Regions from separate parts of the Mus musculus genome. Here region 1 is linked to region 2. A link is a contact called in public Micro-C data. All regions are on one chromosome and are shown on one strand. The core of a region is the stretch at or near the end of the contact, and the rest is flanking DNA. Distances in the headings are between cores, read along the strand shown.

Region 1 (2,826 bases), core at 197-2,696, 400 kb after region 2:
GGAGTCCTGCTTCTAGGGCTGCCGTGGAACCCGGCTCCTGACAGCTATCCTTAATACCATATAATTCTGGTGATACCTAGTTTTATTTTGGGTTATTTTGTTATTACATTATTTGCCAGGACTGAGGATTGAACCTGGTTCCCACATGTGCTAGGCATGTTTGCCGCTGAGCTGTATCAACCTTTGTAGATGCCTTCTGTTTCGTTTGAGACAGGGTCTCATCTCACTATGGCCCTGCCATTGCCTCTCAGTGCTGGGATTAAGGTTGTATCACCATGCCCAACCTTGGTTTTGTGCTTTTGAGACAGGGTTTTCTATGAGTACTAGGCTGGCTTTGTACTTAACTGCCCCAGGCTAGCCCCAGTAGTCCTTCCCCAGACTTCAGTGCTGGGATTGCAATGTTACCATTGTTATTTAGACAGAGTTTCACTTGGTAATTCTGGTTGGCCTGGAACTCTGTGTGTGTGTGTGTGTGTGTGTGTGTGTGTGTGTGTGTATGCGTGTGTATGCATGCGAGTGTATGCGTGTGTATGCCTGTGTATCAATCAAGCTGGCCTTGAGCTTACTGAGGCCTTTGGTGGCATATCTCTTCATCGCAGCTCTAAGAGAGGCTGCAGCAGGAGGACTTTGAGTTTGAAGTGAGCCCTTGCTGTATATAGAGATCTTGTCTCAGAAGACTGAAAGGGGAAGGAAAGACAACGGTCCCCACCCCCACGGGCTTTGATTCCTGGGCCAGGCCCTTGAAATGTAGAGTTTAACTTGTATGTGTGTGCTGAGTGCTCTTCATATCTACAAGGACATAGGTAACAGCAGGTTGAATCAGACCCTGCTAGGAGCTCGGGCAAACAGTCTAAGAACATTCTTAGAGGTAGCTGGCCAACTGCCGGAGAAGGAAATTGGTTTTAAGGACTGAATGTTGCAGGCTTGGAGGTCAGAACATAACTGGTCAAAAAGTGGTTTGGGTTCATTTTTTGAAAAAGATTTTTAATTTTGATTATGTATGTGTACATGACTATGGGTGCCCGTGGAGGTCAGAAGAGTTAGATCTTCCTGAAGTGAGTTACAGGTATTCAGGTCTGCTGCAAGAACAGTGTGTGGTATCAGCCATCTCTCCAGCCCTGGGTAATTATCTATTTATTGATAAATACCCTGGGGTTGGACGTCCGTGCCTAACAAGACAACCCAACTCTTTCCTTGGTGTGTCCCTTGTTGGGTTAAGGCTGGCCCTCTGATTTTAGTTAGTTGCACAGTGACCTGGGGTCTGGAACCATCCAGAACAGCTCCACTCCCCTGCCATAGGCAGGACAGCTCTGCTCCCTCGCCTGTTTGAAAACCGCCATGTGTGCCTCTATGATGTTTTCCCTGCCCTCCTATCATGTGGGTCCTGGGGTTCACCCACTGAGCCAACCCCTCCCCCACATTGTTTTCCTTTTGAGATAAGAGGCTCACAACTCAGACCATTCTCCTTCCTCTGCCTCCCTAAAGTATGGTTTCTAAGTGTGCCGCCACAGCTCAGTGCTCCCACTTCTCTTTCCAGTGGGCTGCCCTGCCGGTGTCTTTCCTTTTCACTGCCTTAGCTCTTGTGGTTAAAGTGCAGGTATGAGTCTCTGTTCTGTGCCCTCAGATCCCTAGCCACTGCTGGGATGGTGCCCGTAGGGTGGTGCACCTCTGTCTTAGGGACAGCTCACTGGGTAGTGTGCTGGGCACTGAATAAGATGCTAAGTTTGTTACCTGGATCTGGGTCAGGGTTACTTTCAGACCTCTGTCACCAGGCTAAAGCAGGCTGACTGAATGTGGTTTCCGTGTCAAGTTCCTGGAAGGCAAAACAAACACAGGGTCTGCTGTGGCTCAGGCTTGTGATTGCAGGCTATGCTCCCAGAAACCTGATGACTTTGGTCATTATAGCAAGTCCCCAGTAAAGATGGAAGTGGGCAGTGTTAGCAGTCAGTGTTAGTTAGCCTGCTTCCTGGTCTGCTGGGGTTCGAGCCTGCTGGCCTCTGGTTCCTCATGTGCCTGCTACTAGGCACCATATTTTTCCTCACTGGGGGTAGCACCAGGCAGTATGGTTTTTGTTTTGGAACATGGTTCTGTAGCTCAGGCTGGCCTGGAACCCAGGTTAGGCCTCGGGTAGTATGTATAGCTTAGCTCTTAGGAACCTTTGCCAAGTGACCCCCACCCCCATTACTCAGCCTGGGCTGGGCTGGGCTGGGCTGGGCTGGGCTGGGCTGGGCTGGGCTGGGCTGGGCTGGGCTGGGCTGGCCTCTGGGAAGTTGGGCTTGAGAACATGCTGCTTTTGTGAGTTGGGGTGCGTGTGCGCGCCTGTGCGTGTTTGTGTGGTGGCCGGCAAGGCTGGAGTACGGGCAGAAGATGCAGGACCGTGTGCCCAGCTCCTTAGTTCATTCCCTTAGTCTTTAGGAAGAGCCTGCTCATGGATGTCTGTGTGGGGTACATGTTTGTGGGATGCAAACATGGACTTCCTGGGTGTCCAAGGTGAAGCAGTGTGGCCACGGGGTTTTCATGGTTGATTGAAGCCACGTGCCTCTTGTTTTCATCAGAGGTTGGGGGCAGCATCCTGATACCTGCCAGAGTTTGGTCCTCATGCTAGCCCATCTTCTGCGTCTGATAAAAATCCTCTGTGTAGCCCAGGCTGGCCTCAAACTCACCATCCCCTGCTTCAGCCTCCTGAGTGCTACGGATTACTCCAGTCAGATTTTGAGGACTCAGAACCTGACACTAGACAGGACACGTGCCTCCTGTCAGTCCTATGACTTAGGGCAGGCTCTCCCTGGCCAGCCATTCTGCGATACAGTCTGTATTTCTTGGGCT
Region 2 (2,971 bases), core at 317-2,816:
GGCTTCACCTGATACTTAGTGAAGGGGTTGAAAAGACTGGGCACAGTGGGGACATGGTGGCCCACATCTATAGTCACAGCGTGTGGAGGGCAGACAGGAAACAAAGGAGTCTTACATCCCAGGTCAGTTTGGACTACATAGTGAGAACCCATCTCCGAGAAAATAGAAGTTAGCAGACTTTGCAGGGAGGCCTGAGAATACATTTAGGCCTCGGTTTCCCTAGCAAAGAGAGAGGTGGCTGGGTGAGGTGCCTGCAGCTCACGTGACCCAAGCGTCTGTAAAAGCGGCTCACTGTGCAGTCTGGGTAAGTCAGAGAGGCCATCCAACAAGGCCGTGGGAAGCTTGCATTCCAGGGCATTTGGCCCTTCACAGTCAGTGGGAGAGAGAATCCTAGTACCAACAAGGCACAGGGTGGAGCTGTCCACTTACATCCGTCCACCTTGGTGGTCCCCAGTCCTTCCATTCTCTCTATTTTATTGAATCTTATTTGCTTCTCTAAGCAGCCAGGGGCAGGGTCGAGGTATCCTGAGGAATTAACTATGGCGGCAAGTGAACAGTAACAGATGCTGTTGGCCCCAGTCTTGTCTGACTGCCCTGGACTCTCCCCATTCTGAGCTCTTCCCTTGACTCCCTTTGAGTGCCAGAGGCCTAAGAACAGAACAGCTGCTAGCCACACACTAAGCTCTGTATACACCTCACACCTCCTCACACTGCCCTTAGGACGGAAGCGCCCAGAGAAGCTAGGTTGATTTATCCAATATGAACCTGCTAGCAAGTGCCCTTGGCCCAGTCTGTGCAAGTCGGGGCCTGGCTCCACACTGGCGTGGGGAAGGGCAGGTCTTGGCAGCTGTAAGTGTCAGTTGCCCTAAGACTTCTCTTACTGAGTCCTACCTTTTTGTTCGTCTTTGAGACAGGGTCTCTATGTAGCCCTGCCTGGCCCAGAACTTGCTTTGTAGGCTTGGCAATGTTGAGGCTCACAAACATCCACCTGCATCTGCCTCTCAGACACTAGGATTAGAGGTGTGCTGTGTGCCACCACACCAGGCCCTTTTTCTTTAAATAAATTACTGTTCAAACAACAGCGTCTCACTGTAGTGCCCAGGCTGGCCTCAAACCTTGGACCTGAGCCGTCTTCATGCCTCAGATCGCAGTAGCAGAGACCATGGGTCACACCTTCGAGGTTCACTGATCCAGTAAGCACACCCAAAGCTAAGGTTAGCATTATGCTGGCCTGCCTGTTCCCCAACCCTTTTGTGCCATTGAACATTGTTTGTCAGCCACTGTGTCACAGGAGATGTAATGATGAGTCAGGATGAGACTGTCGCATGCTACAGGCCAGCTGGGGGCATCCAGACCTGTGGGGAGGCCTGCATGCCAGCAACCAGAATTCTTCTGTTTTCTGCTCAGTCTGGAACCTTCTGAGTGGTGCTGAGTTTGAAGAATCCACTCCTTTTGGTTCTGCAGCGTAGGGAAATCAGAGTGACCGACCAGTGCCTGAGAAGCCTCCAGACTGAGGCTGAGGAATATGTGTGCAGGCCTCTGCCTCCTGACCTGTGCAGCTGTGTTGATTGGGTCACCGGTGCTGTTGCTCTTGGGACATGCACAGCAGGCTGGGCCTGGACTAGAGACAACTTCCAAAGAGATCAAAACAGGCAACTTGGTTCAAACCCCCAGGGGCCAGGTCCTTCCTCTGCTGTCAGGACCAGCCCCTTCTTGTCTGTTGGTTTCTTCCTTTGCCTCCACTGCTGCCTGGTGTCTTGTGGTACTGCTCAGGGCTGAGATCTGGCTATCTCTGCCTTAGCCTGGACCACGCTAGGCACCCAGGCCCATAGCTTCCCTCCCCTCCCCAGCCAGCTGCTCCTCTGGCCAGTTGCTCACCCGGGTTGTGATATTTAGAACCTGATGCCTTGCCAGTCCCAGACCACGTGCACATGTTATCTTAGTTCATCCCCACACTATCAGTGAGGAAACTGAGGTGCCAGCAGGTGTCTTAGACCAGCCAGGGTCATGGTACCATGCTAGGAAGTGGCAGACGGGATCCGGCCTCTGAGAACATGACATGCAGAGTTCCCGTTTAGAGACACAGTCGGGGAGAACCACGGAGTTAGAATGGAGACCTGTGCACCTCTGCCAGGACAGTGCTGCCATGGCGCCTTCTCCCCAAGGGGAATGGCAGTGGATGATGCCACTTCCTGTCAGAGGCTGTTGTGATGGTTACGTGAGCTAATTTTTACAGAGCATTGTGGCGTTGCCTCCCCAACACACATTGAACACTCAGTAACAGAAATGGCTGTTACAAGTGGGAGAATCATAATTCTGGGGCCAGCCTCAACTACTTAGCAAGGCACTTCCTCCAAAACAGAAGAAAAGATGATTGCTGCTAAACTTTCTTTTTTTAAGATTTATTTATTTACTTTATATACACTGTAGCTGTCTTCAGACACATCAGAAGAGGGCATCAGATCCCATTACAGATGGTTTTGAGCCACCATGTGGTTACTAGGAATTGAACTTAGAACCTCTGGGAGAGCTGTCAATGCTCTTAACTGCTGAGTCATCTCTCCAGCCCTCTACTAATCTTCTTTGTTTGAGATAGCATTCTATCCCATGGCCCAACTCTCTATGTAGCATAGACTGACCTCCAATTCAAAATCCTCCTGCCTCAGCATGCCAAGAACTAGGATCATGGCTGAGAGGTGATGGCGCATGCCTTTAATCCCAGCAGATGGAAGGGAGAAGCAGGCAGATCTCTGAGTTCAAGGCCAGCCTGGTCCACAGAGCAAGTTCCAGGACAGCCAGGGCTACACAGAGAAACCCTGTCTCAAAAATCCCGAGTGTTAGGGTTATAGCTGTGCACTACAACACCCAACCGCTAATGCTTCTCCAAGTCCTGCTTCCTCAGTCAAAGCCTCGCTCCCTGTGCTCCTCACGGGGTCCTGTGGTCAGCTTCTGTATTTGAATTGCCCAGTCT

The links. Hi-C and Micro-C count contacts between places; a contact is called where the count stands out from the background.
Region 1: a contact with region 2 is called in a Micro-C map of B cells, with 4 times the contacts expected there. The contact joins two enhancer-like sites. A contact is called at or near these places in 2 of 39 promoter capture datasets (frontonasal cranial neural crest and pre-B cells), 1 of 15 datasets of contacts at CTCF or cohesin (large pre-B cells), 4 of 484 Hi-C or Micro-C datasets (B cells, CD8 T cells, double positive thymocytes and 1 more), 6 of 115 datasets of contacts at active chromatin or transcription factors (the 230-238 cell line, bone marrow-derived macrophages, embryonic midbrain and 2 more) and 1 of 9 other capture datasets (liver).

Annotation. Positions count from the first base shown.
Region 1 is chr10:60,288,730-60,291,555 of GRCm38.p6, forward strand. The region is part of intron 1 of Psap (prosaposin); the gene reads left to right. Among named protein-coding and RNA genes, the nearest start is that of Psap, 13 kb to the left of the region's middle. Within about 2 kb of position 1,447, at least 89 of the 459 cell types and tissues checked have an H3K27ac peak or open chromatin away from gene starts, as enhancers often do. A contact at or near this core is called in the 230-238 cell line, B cells, CD8 T cells and 3 more, where this site is marked.
Region 2 is chr10:59,883,720-59,886,690 of GRCm38.p6, forward strand. All of the region lies in intron 1 of Dnajb12 (DnaJ heat shock protein family (Hsp40) member B12), which reads left to right. Among named protein-coding and RNA genes, the nearest start is that of Dnajb12, 5.6 kb to the left of the region's middle. Within about 2 kb of position 1,567, at least 101 of the 459 cell types and tissues checked have an H3K27ac peak or open chromatin away from gene starts, as enhancers often do. A contact at or near this core is called in the 230-238 cell line, B cells, CD8 T cells and 3 more, where this site is marked.